2 separate regions of the Rattus norvegicus genome follow, and region 1 is linked to region 2. The links are chromatin contacts, called in public Hi-C maps. All regions are on one chromosome and are shown on one strand. Each heading gives the region's core, a stretch centred on a gene start, on an enhancer-like site or on the middle of the called end of the contact. The rest is flanking DNA. Distances are from core to core; before and after follow the strand shown.

Region 1 (5,444 bases), core at 2,610-5,109, 270 kb before region 2:
ATGAATTCCACCAGCTTCACCTGACACCAACTGCCTGGCCATAGCATATGACAAAAGGCAATCCCTTAGTCCCCAAGTGGTGCTCTGTCTCACTTCCCTTGTACTCAAGCCCCAGGTTGGTTTAGTTCCAATACAGCAAGCTGCTGGCACAGGAGTTCAAAGGAATCCGGCCAATGAGGAGGAAGTACGCCAATTCAGGTCTCTCTGAAAAAGGAATGTTACATGCAGGTGTCTGCAGTGGGGTCATAGGATAGCATTTCCTTGGGAGCTTGCTGTGTGTACAAGACACTGCTCACAACAGTCTTATCTCGAACATGCACATCACCATGTTCTGTTACAAGCAAATCACAATGGCTCACTTCTGGGTACCAAAACTCTGGGACCTAGCTGTGCCTCCTTGCCCACCCAGCAAAATCTCACCCAACCAATTCAAGTAGCAGTTCCACATAGCGTTCCTATTCTTCCCCGGTTTGCACCTGTCCAGCAAGTTATCGTGTGGCAGCTACTCCACTCCAGCACTGAGGACTTGTGTAATTTCTGCCACCAAGTTCTGCTCCTTGGTGAGAGGACTTTTTTTTTTTATAACCTAATGGACCTTTATTTTCTGTACCGATTGAACATTTGTGCTTAATGGGAAAGGCACCAACACAGTCCTTATTGCTACTGCTGCAAGTAAGAATAGCAGGCATGCACAATGTATTTAAGCCCGGGTTATACAGAAGACAAGGAAGTAAAGACACCCTGTTTGTTGTCTGTCTCCTTTTTTTTTTTCCTTTTTTCTTCTTTTTCTTTTTTCTTTTTTTCGGGGCTGGGGACCGAACCCAGGGCCTTGCGCTCGCTAGGCAAGCGCTCTACCGCTGAGCTAAATCCCCAACCCCTGTTGTCTGTCTCCTTTCATCAAGCAGACCAGCTCACAGGGCTTCAAGTACATCACAACAGAGTTCTATGTGACCCTCAGCTATTAGCTCTGTGTGTGTGTGTGTGTGTGTGTGTGTGTGTGTGTGTGTGTGTGTTTTATTTTTTTAATGAAAAAGACTTTTCAGGTCTAGTGTTGCTGATCAAAAATTTCCTCAATAAAAAGTCCTGTAGGGGTTGGGGATTTAGCTCAGTGGTAGAGCGCTTGCCTAGCAAGCGCAAGGCCCTGGGTTCGGTCCCCAGCTCTGAAAAAAAAAGAAAAAGAAAAAAAAAAAGTCCTGTAATCCCATTTTAGCATACATACCTGATGCTACATCTCCAGGGTAAAAACTCGACAGCATCCTTGGAATGCCCGCTATGTGTCTGTGCCAACACTAGCTTACCTGACCAGCACAGGTACAAGGAATACTGTGGGAACGGTGACTTGCCTATCCAGTTGTCTTAATTTCATGTAACCGGTCTTCATGGGACTCAGGGATTGAACAACTCTTAGTGAGCTGCATTCCACCAGCTGTACCTGACACCATCTGCCTGTTCACACCATATGACAAAAGCCAAGGTCTTCCTATAGCTTCTTCACCAGGAGAAGAGAAATCTAAAGTTTAAGGTCTATAAAAATCTTAGGACTTTGGTACAGCCAAAGTACAGTCCAAGGCTAGACCTTTAGATTTCCTACAATTCCGAGAAGTGACTCTTGGTTTTAAGATGAGGTCTCACTCTCTGTACCATGACTCAGGTTGTCCTTGAACTTACAGCAATCATCCTGCCTTCAGCCTTCCAAGTGCTGAGATTACAGGCATGAGATATTGCACTGGGACAGACAAGTATTTCTTAACCCTCTTTAACATAAAGTAAAAAAGATCTGATATTTAATACCTTCCCATACCCACACAGACGCTCCACTGAGGAATGCTATGGATTTGAATTTTGTCCGTTTATTGTCCCCTTCCTCTGTAATTTAGTCTCAGTAACAAAGCACCATCACATTTAGAGTTCAGAATTTGGTCACACTGATTTTTTTCCAACCTATTATTTTCCAAGTCCCCACTGCTGACACCTTAGTGCAAACCACTGTCACTTTGTACTTGTACAACTACAAAACATCTGTAGAAATGGACACTGGTCTCCCTATGTTGATCTTGTCTTTCCAGTTGATTTCTCATGATGGGACCAATACTGTATTTCACTGTAATGTCTGTTTGACTTATTAGAAAAAAGCCACACAACCTAATTCAAGGAAACTCTATATGCAAATAAATCCAAGACCAAATGAATATTAAGACCATATATTCACTGAAACTAAGGCAAAATGCAGAATTCATGTCTGTACAGATGAATCTTATTTTAATGAGTCATAGTGTTTTCCTCTGATACTTTAATACATTCTCAATGTGATCAATAGAACACAAAATTCTTTGGATCAGTCTGGAGTTCATTTTCAGACCATAAATCACCTTTAAAGGTCACCAGAAAACAGAAGGGTGAGAATGCAGCCCTAACTGAAGCACTAAGTGCCATTATCTGGCTCTATTGTGTCACTAAATCTACCCTTCTAGCCAACTAGAGGGCAGGGGCGGCATTCCAGATCTAGGACTATGTGATCCACGTGGGGGGCGTAAGATTTCACTGGGTGGACATGTAGGATTCGTGTCCTCCATGGTTTCCCATGTACTTGATGAAGAAGAGAGGCGATCTGACTTTCTGCAGATTCTGCCCATCTTTGCCACTCTGGTTTGCTGGCTGATGACATTTCCCCCATGCAACTTCCAGTAGTTCTATTTCCCTGTTTATCAGTGGTAATTTTCTGGGGATGAGGCCAATGCTTCTTTTCCATGTTACTGCTTCCAGGTGGCTGTGGATTCTTTCCCGAGAAAGATTCCACATTTTGGTGGATATGCAGAATACCCCCAACATCCTTTCGCAGCACTTGGCAGGCAATGGGCCAGCCTTCTTCAGAACTGGGAATGAGCCCCAGGTTCACCCTATCTGCAGTGTTTGAGAGTTTCAGTTTCCTGTTGTCCCCAAAATGTATTTGGCACCGGTCTGCCACTCCATTGATCTCCAAATTCTTTCTTAGAGCAACTACTGCATGAGGATTCCATTCACAAGCATGGACGAAAGCGGCGCCAGCATGAACTAGGAAGGGCAACGTAAAATAACCAATCCCTGCATAGAGATCCACCAGCACTTCTCCAGCACAGGAGAGTGAGGCCACTCGAAGTTTCTCAGTGATGTTTCCGAAGGAGAACATGCACTGTGTCACATCAAACTTATACCGGATGCCATTATCTACATGCTCTACCCAGCCATGGTCACCGAGCAGCAGAGTCACTGTCGGAGTTCGAGTACCATCAGGTAGCACCCGCCCTCGTTTTGCCAAACGCTGAACTCCAAGGGCTGAGGCAACAGTCTCCCAGAGTTCTGGTTCCAGCCTTTTCCACTGCGTGGCTTGGAAACAGTCTTCACTAAGCAGCATTAGGTCACCATGCCGTTGCCAAGACCGGGGCAAATCTGCCTCCAATTCAGTGGACCACGTCACTCCGCGGTCCTCTACCCAACGCCTCACCTCAAGACACAGTCTTTGGGCAGGTGAACAAACCCGGGCCTTTTTAGAAGGAAGAGGATCCAGGAGCTGCGTCAGCTTACAGGTGCTGCCGGGGGCCACGCGATTCTTCAGCTCCTGCAGATGATGTTCAGACAGGGTTTCTGCCAGCACCGGTAGCGCCACCGTGCCATCCCGCAACTTTTCCACACGGTACTGTCTATCCAAGAGTTTCTGCTTCTCGAGATAGTCTCTGTATCTCTGGGTAAACCGAGGCTCAGTCACAACTGCGACAACTACAGACTTCTCACATTCTCTCTCCATGTCGCTAGCGTTTGCATCCCTTCGGAGTCCATCAGCGAGATTCTCCTGTGAGGCTGGTCTCTCTTGACAAGTCCGCCGCTACAATCGGAAGAGCTAATCCCTATCCGCTACGGCGCACCGGAAGTGACGCCAAACAAACGGGTCAGATCCAGATGTATTACTGCGATCAGTGAATAGCATTTCGGGTGTAGGTTGCTCTGTGAAGCCGTGGCCGCCATGTTTGTTATGGTTATGGTCAGCTTGTACTTGCTTTCCCTTAGGAAAAATTAGTAATTCTAGGAACGGAAAGTCATGAAATGAGTCGATATCCTCTGGAAACTTTATACCCTCTCTTTAGTGATGCTCGTATATTTTTTAAAAAGTGAAGTAGAAATGGATTGAATTTACAGAAAGGATTCCAAAAATCTAGTGTTGCTTATAAATTAGTACCAAGGGCCACTTTATTGTGGAAGTGGAATATTATACAGCTTCCTTATTTCCGTTTCTTGCAAAGATTTTCATCACGGCTGCCTCGTTATCCAAGGGAAATATGTTTTAAAATAAAGAAGCATGTGAATAGAGTAAATTCTGTCAACTCTCAAAAATGGAAATCTTCATCTAGAAAATGTTGATCACCCGAATCATTTTGAGAGAATTGCTATTCTAATGAGAGATGGCCTGGAAGGTAAGGGAGTATTTGCCACCAAGCCTGACAACCAGGATTCCCAGACCACACATGGAAGGAGAGAACCAAACCCAGGTCTTTTGCAAAATCACCAAATGCTCACAATTGCTGAACTCCTTGTCTTTTGTCAAAATCATTTATCATTTAGGGGAGAGGGCATTCATGCCATAGTGCAGGTGTGATGGTCAGAAGACAATTTGCAGCCTCTCTCCTCTATTTATACCTTGTGAGCTCTGAGGGAGAAACTCAGGGTGTCAGATTTGGCTGCAAACTCCTTTACTTGTGGAGCCATCTTGCCAGGCCATCCTTGTCCTTTTAAATATTAATAGTTCTGTAAATATAAACAGGGAAATGAATACTCATGAGGTATAGCCATAGCACATTTACTTGGCTCCTTCTGAAAGAAATATGAATGTGAGACTTTTCTATCAAATACTAGAAAACTTCTGTTTAGGGCAGGAGTGGAAATCTTTTTATGCAAATGATTGTTTAAGACCGCATTGCTTTATTTCCATATACTTAAAGTTTTTCAAATTCTTGTTTTTATTTATTTCAACGATTTACTCTATCATTGCCATAGAGCTTTTTTTTTTCTTTTTTTTTTTTATGACTTAGGCTCCTTTAGACTTATTGGAGCTTTTCTCATAGGTTCGAATAAGGTCTGTTCTGGAGAGCGTTCTATGTGCATTTGACCGGAGTGTCTGCTCCACTCTTGCTGTGTGGAACGTTCTATCTGCTAGCAGAAATCTTTTCAGCTCATGCTCAAGTAAAACAGCTCCCGGGTGGTAGAGTGCTTGTCTAGTATGCACAGACTCTGGGATCAATCCCTGGCAATACATATCCCTATAAGCCCTCCAAACACAATACTCTAGAGTCTTCCTTACCCAGACCACACTCTCTATTCAGAAATGCTAAGGTACCTAGTACAGGTCTTAGCATTTAGAGAAGATCCTATCACCAACACACACACACACGCACGCACGCACGCACGCATGCACG
Region 2 (5,237 bases), core at 544-3,043:
GTGTGTGTGTGTGTGTGTGTGTGTGTGTGTGTGTGTGTATGTGTGCATGCACATGTTTGCCAAGGGCACATGAGTATGTCTGTGTACATGTTTGAAGGTGTGTGCATGTGTGTACATGTTCATAGGGGTACATATATGGATGTTTGTAAGGGGTGCACGTGTGTATAGGTGCACATGCATGTACATGTATGTGGAGGCTAGAAGGCAACCTCTTGTATCATTCCTATGAAGCCATCTATCTTGTTGTTTGTGACAAGCTCTTTCACTAAGATAGGAGTTTTCTGAGCAGTGAGGCCCAGCAACCTGGCCATCTCCATCAAAACCCCCAGTGCTAGGATCGAAGTGCTCACCACCAGCCTGGCTTTCTACCTGGGCTCCATCGATAAACTCAGATCCTCACGCTTGTGTGGCAAGCACTTACAGCAGTGCTCTCTTCTGGACCCTCTCCAGGGTCCATGTGTACAGTCACCACTGTTTGTGTCCTCTCAAAAACCAGCAAAGAGGAAGGCCTCCTGCCTTCTGTTCCAATTAGACAATGAATGAGAATGGAGACCCTTTTCCTCCAAAGTCTCTCTGAGAAGGATGAGCCCATCTCTCCATGTGGCTCCTGTAGGCCTTTGTTCAGCCCTGCACATAGGGCTTGGCACAGCACAACCAGCCTATCTGCCTGAAGGACTACAAGCATGTCTGCCTCACACATTATGCAGGAGCAGGATCTCTCCCAACCCCCACCGTAGAGCCCATGCAGAACCAGCACTCAGCAGGCACTAGCTAAATGGACGCCATGCTGGCTCCCTTTACACTCTCAGTCTATGTGTGCTAAATCAAAATATAGTTGAATCCATCAACTGAATGGATCTTAGGGGTCTTGGAGAAAAATGTGCCCTCTTGATATCAGCCAGCGTAATGGCAGCCACTCTTCAGTCATTTATGCACCAAATTTTCCACTTCTTCACAACAGCTCTGTTTTATAAAGACAGAACTGGGGTCCAGTGAACCATTTGTCGGGGAGACACACAGCTTCAGAATAGACAAGCTGCACAGTGACCTTGCATCTCGTTTCCCACCTCTCTGTGAGGGCCAATTCTACATGGTCTTACCCTTCCCCCAAAAACAATTCAAGAACAGGTAAGGCTTTTGAGTCTAACCCATTAGAGAGATCTCCTGCGGACTTGTGCTGACTGGGAACCCTTTTTGGGGTAGAGCTTGGTGTGGGAGTCAGGGAGGAAGCAAAAGGAAACAACCACCTGCTCATCTCCTGTAACACAGCGCCTGTCACCAAGGGGTGTCCTCCAGGGGACACATCTGTAAAAAGCACCCTAGCTGCTAAGTGCTGAGTTAGAACTTCCTGATCAGAAAGCTAGAGCCTTCTCCTTCAGCAGGTCCGCTAAGGTGATGGCAGACTCAAGTCTCAGGAATGCTGTCTGAGCTGGCTTCTGATTTCTCATTCCCTCTGTACTCCCAGTGCCCAGCACCCCTGCAGGTGCCTGGGGTGCACCAGGTTCCTCTTCTCAGTCTTGTTGGCCCCTGTCTTAGCTTTAAGTCTTGTCCCTCTGCTTCAGCCCAATAGCTCAAGGAAACCAGTAGGCCTCTACAGCCTGTTCTTGACCCCGATTGGCTTCTGAGTCTGCAGGACTGTGCACTGGGAGGTGCAGAGGGAAAGGGGCGGGATGGGATGGTGTGACCCTCATCTTTCTTTCCCAGGCTCTGCCAAGCATCAGCTGTAGCAGTAGCGGGAAGGCCGCGGCTCTCTGGTTACCTTTGTGGTCTGGCACTGGGATAGGAATGTGACTTTGGCAAAGGGATCTGAAAGTCCATTGCTGTCAGCTGCGATGAGGCCCCGGGCTTGGTACATGTGTGCTCTCAGCTGAAAGACATGCTGGGCTGCGGGGGAAATTACAGAAAGGTCAAGTGTTAATAGGCTTTTAGGAGTGGTATGTGTTTATGTGTGTCTGGCAGTATCCCCAGACAGACAGCAGTGATACCAGCCCTGCCCTCCTCTGTGGCCAGAAAATGTGGAGACAGGGGAGAGACGCTAATGCCAAGTACTTTAAAAGCATCCCCCCTCCATGAGTTTTTGCCCATGGAGTTCCTTAATCACCATCACAGCAACCATGTGAAATATGTAATTATCTCTCCATTTATAGATGAGGAAAATGACCCAAAAATGGATGATATAATTTCCCAAGTATGCAAAGCCCAGATTTTTCTTCTGCATAACTCCAAAATCCACCTTTCTCCCACTAGAATGTCATATTTTAGCAAGCTTAAACAAGCAACATGATTCCCTAGGAATGTCTTATTTAAGAGTGTGTGTGTGTGTGTATGTGCATACACGTGCACATGTATGTGAGCACACATGCATATACAGGCTCATCCACCAATGTATAAGGCCGCTTTACAAATAGCTTTTTACTTCAATAAACTCAGTAGACACAGTGAGTTATCCATTCGTCTTCTACTTTGCTAGCCAATGATATTTTGTGTGCCGACTATGTAGAGTTTTGGTCTTGGTCTCCTAGGTACTGTCGATAGTGAGGGGACTAAGATAGCTTCCTGTCCTTGGAAGCTCCCCTGAGAAAAGGCAGGAGATGAGATGAGAAGCCAGATCACAGGGATAGGAGGGTGTGGCTGAATGATTTCGAGGATCTGGCCAAAGGGCACGGGAGACAAAGAGCAGAATGACATGTGTTAGATGGGATGGAACACAGAGAGAGACAGGTTCGAAGAGGCTGTCATTCAGTGGAGAATGACAGCTCAGCTGCTCACATTCATGGGACCTCCCCATCCCTGGCTCTTCAAGCTCACATCCTGTTTTCATATTCCCCCATCCCCCTTTGCCTGTTTACCTGCCCGTTTCCACCTCTCTGAAAGGGACAGTGTTAGGATGATCCATGTCTTTGTGTTGGCATGGGGACTTCTGTGTAGGGACCTTGTGTGCCTATTGCGATTAGGTCTGCTTACTTAAAACGAAGACCACAAACACCCTCTGAGGATTCCCTCAGCTGACCTCCATCAATCCTCCCCAGCAACTTCTAGGCATAAGCCACACATGTCCACTCAGGAACGTGAGCACAGTCATCTGTGAAATAAAGGCTAATGACTCCCCATTAGAGGAGGCTAAGGGCGGAGGGTCCTGTTGATTGTTGCAGTGTTGCCTACGGAGCAGCTGGACGCAACCTCAGAATCATCACAGCAGGATAGGAGGACGGCCAGACAGCTTGCTTAAGCAATTAGAAGTAGCATGTTAGAAGTGTACAGAGCCAAACAGCAGGATCTCAGGGATCTAATATAGAGTTGGAAAGAGAAAAGCGGAAAAACATGAGATCATAACAGTTGGTTCCTGTGAAGTAAGATTATATACACATGAGAGAACAGTTCATAGTCGCACATTCAAGGACAAGGGAGCTAATTCTAGGGCAATGGTATTGTCCTTTGAGCAGAGACCTTCAAGGTGGTAGCTTTTGATAGGCAGGAATGCAAGCCTTAAGTGGCTGCAGCAAGGGTATAAGATTAGTCAGTTTTTAAAAAATCTGTAACGTCTGGTCATTTGGAAGAAAAATCGTTGGCTACTTTGTGTGGAAGTAAGGGATATACACAGTAGAAGTCACATGACCTCAGACCTTGGAAATGTACATGACACATTGGGAAGTGTGGTAGGCCGCATGGTACTCTTAAAGAGCGGTGTGTGTGTGTGTGTGTGTGTGTGTGTGTGTGTGTGTGTGTGTAATGTGCACACACATATGCATGGGAACAGATGATTAGAGTAAGATGTCAGGAGGATAAAACTGTAGGTCAAGCTTTCAATGGACACAAGAGATGTAAGGGTTGGAGCCAAGCAGACAACAGTGCCCCCTGTAGGTGAAAGTTTGAACGGCCAAATCACCACCCACTGGAGACAGAAAAAAATGAGGGAGGGGAAAGACTGCTGCCCTACATAGATGGTGTCAAACAATTCTGACAGACAAGGTGTGGAGGGACCGGGAAGGCAGGATGCCAAAGGTAATTCCTTAGTTGACTGATATAAGACCTGATCATTTCTCCCTCTCTATACCCCATGCCACTGTCTGGCTTACATGAGGACCAGCATGGAGCTTAAGAATGGAGCAACCTTTTCAATTCCCAACCTAATCCTGCAGGCAATTAGGAGTCCTGGGCTGTGCACATTGCCCAATTAAGTCCAGGCCAGTTCTTCCGGTGCAAGGCTCTGCAAACTCCAAGCAAGTCAGCGGAATGGGAGAAAGTGATTCTTGGAGGCTTAGTTCTAAAGCCCTCCATGTCTCCATAGACACCAATTAACTCTGATGTTGATAGGCTGAGCTCTGCGGACGAGAAGGCCCCTTAAAATGACAGCAGTAAACACAGCAGTGCTCAGCAGACGTTACAGGGACACACTGACAGGAGTCAGCTGGGAGACAGCCATATGTTACTTCACATACTCCCGGCTTCAGCAGATTTCTCAGTCCGACTTGGTATGGTCTCATCCCTTAAGAGAATGCCCACCAGCTGCCTTGAGATGACTAATCCTGAGACGTTAGCAGCAACCCTTCCAACCGGAGCTACGTAAGCAGCATATTGCACAACTCTAGGGGGTGCCATTTTCTTAGCCTACATTTCAGGTTTCTTTAGAAACCTTGAATCTTTGCTCCTCAGAGTAGTCTAGCCTAACTCCTCATGCCATGGGGCCCCACCTCCTGCCCCCTGTGGTTATTAAAGCCACACCTGGATGCCCCACTTGAAGCCAGGATCCCCTCTTGCTCCCTCTACACCCCTACCAGGTTTTCTGCCCTGCCTTCCATATATAGATGCAAGGTAATTATTTGCTGAATGGATCTCCTCTGGAGCATACAATTTACCAGTCGGTGTGGAAGGCAGCCAGCGCCACCAATGTCAGAGCTCAGCAGAAGGTCATTAGGTAACCGTGAAGATGGCACGCTGTACAGCATCTCAGAGCCCCAGAAAGGCTCCTCTGGGTTGTTAGTAGCCCAAACAGTGAGCATGTCTGGGCCTTTGCATCTGTGTAGATGTTTCTATGAACAGAAACGGGAGCCAACTTGATATGGGTGTTATTTGCCCAAAGATAAAAAGCCCTAAGTAGTTTAATGGAAGGCAGATAAGAAAGTAATATTTAGAGCTGGTTTTCCCAACCCTTCAGCAGATGAGGGATCTGGTGTGATTTCTGGGTGTCTCCAAAATGTATTCTCCCCCTCTGTGAGCTGAAGAATTCCCAGGGTTGA

The links. A called contact is a pair of places that touch in the nucleus more often than the background predicts.
Region 1: a contact with region 2 is called in a Hi-C map of kidney, with 7 times the contacts expected there. The contact joins the promoter of Trmt12 here to the enhancer-like site in region 2. A contact is called at or near these places in 11 of 12 Hi-C or Micro-C datasets (the A7r5 cell line, the Rat2 cell line, Schwann cells and 7 more).

What each region holds. Positions count from the first base shown.
Region 1 is chr7:92,305,734-92,311,177 of GRCr8, reverse strand. Trmt12 (tRNA methyltransferase 12) reads right to left here and starts at 3,859. Exons shown (of 1, transcript NM_001122976.2): 1 at 2,233-3,859. The coding sequence starts at 3,781. The coding sequence ends at 2,468.
Region 2 is chr7:92,038,722-92,043,958 of GRCr8, reverse strand. It overlaps Fer1l6 (fer-1-like family member 6), which reads right to left. Exons shown (of 42, transcript XM_039080186.2): 21 at 1,760-1,884. Among named protein-coding and RNA genes, the nearest start is that of Fer1l6, 90 kb to the right of the region's middle. Within about 2 kb of position 1,793, at least 7 of the 93 cell types and tissues checked have an H3K27ac peak or open chromatin away from gene starts, as enhancers often do.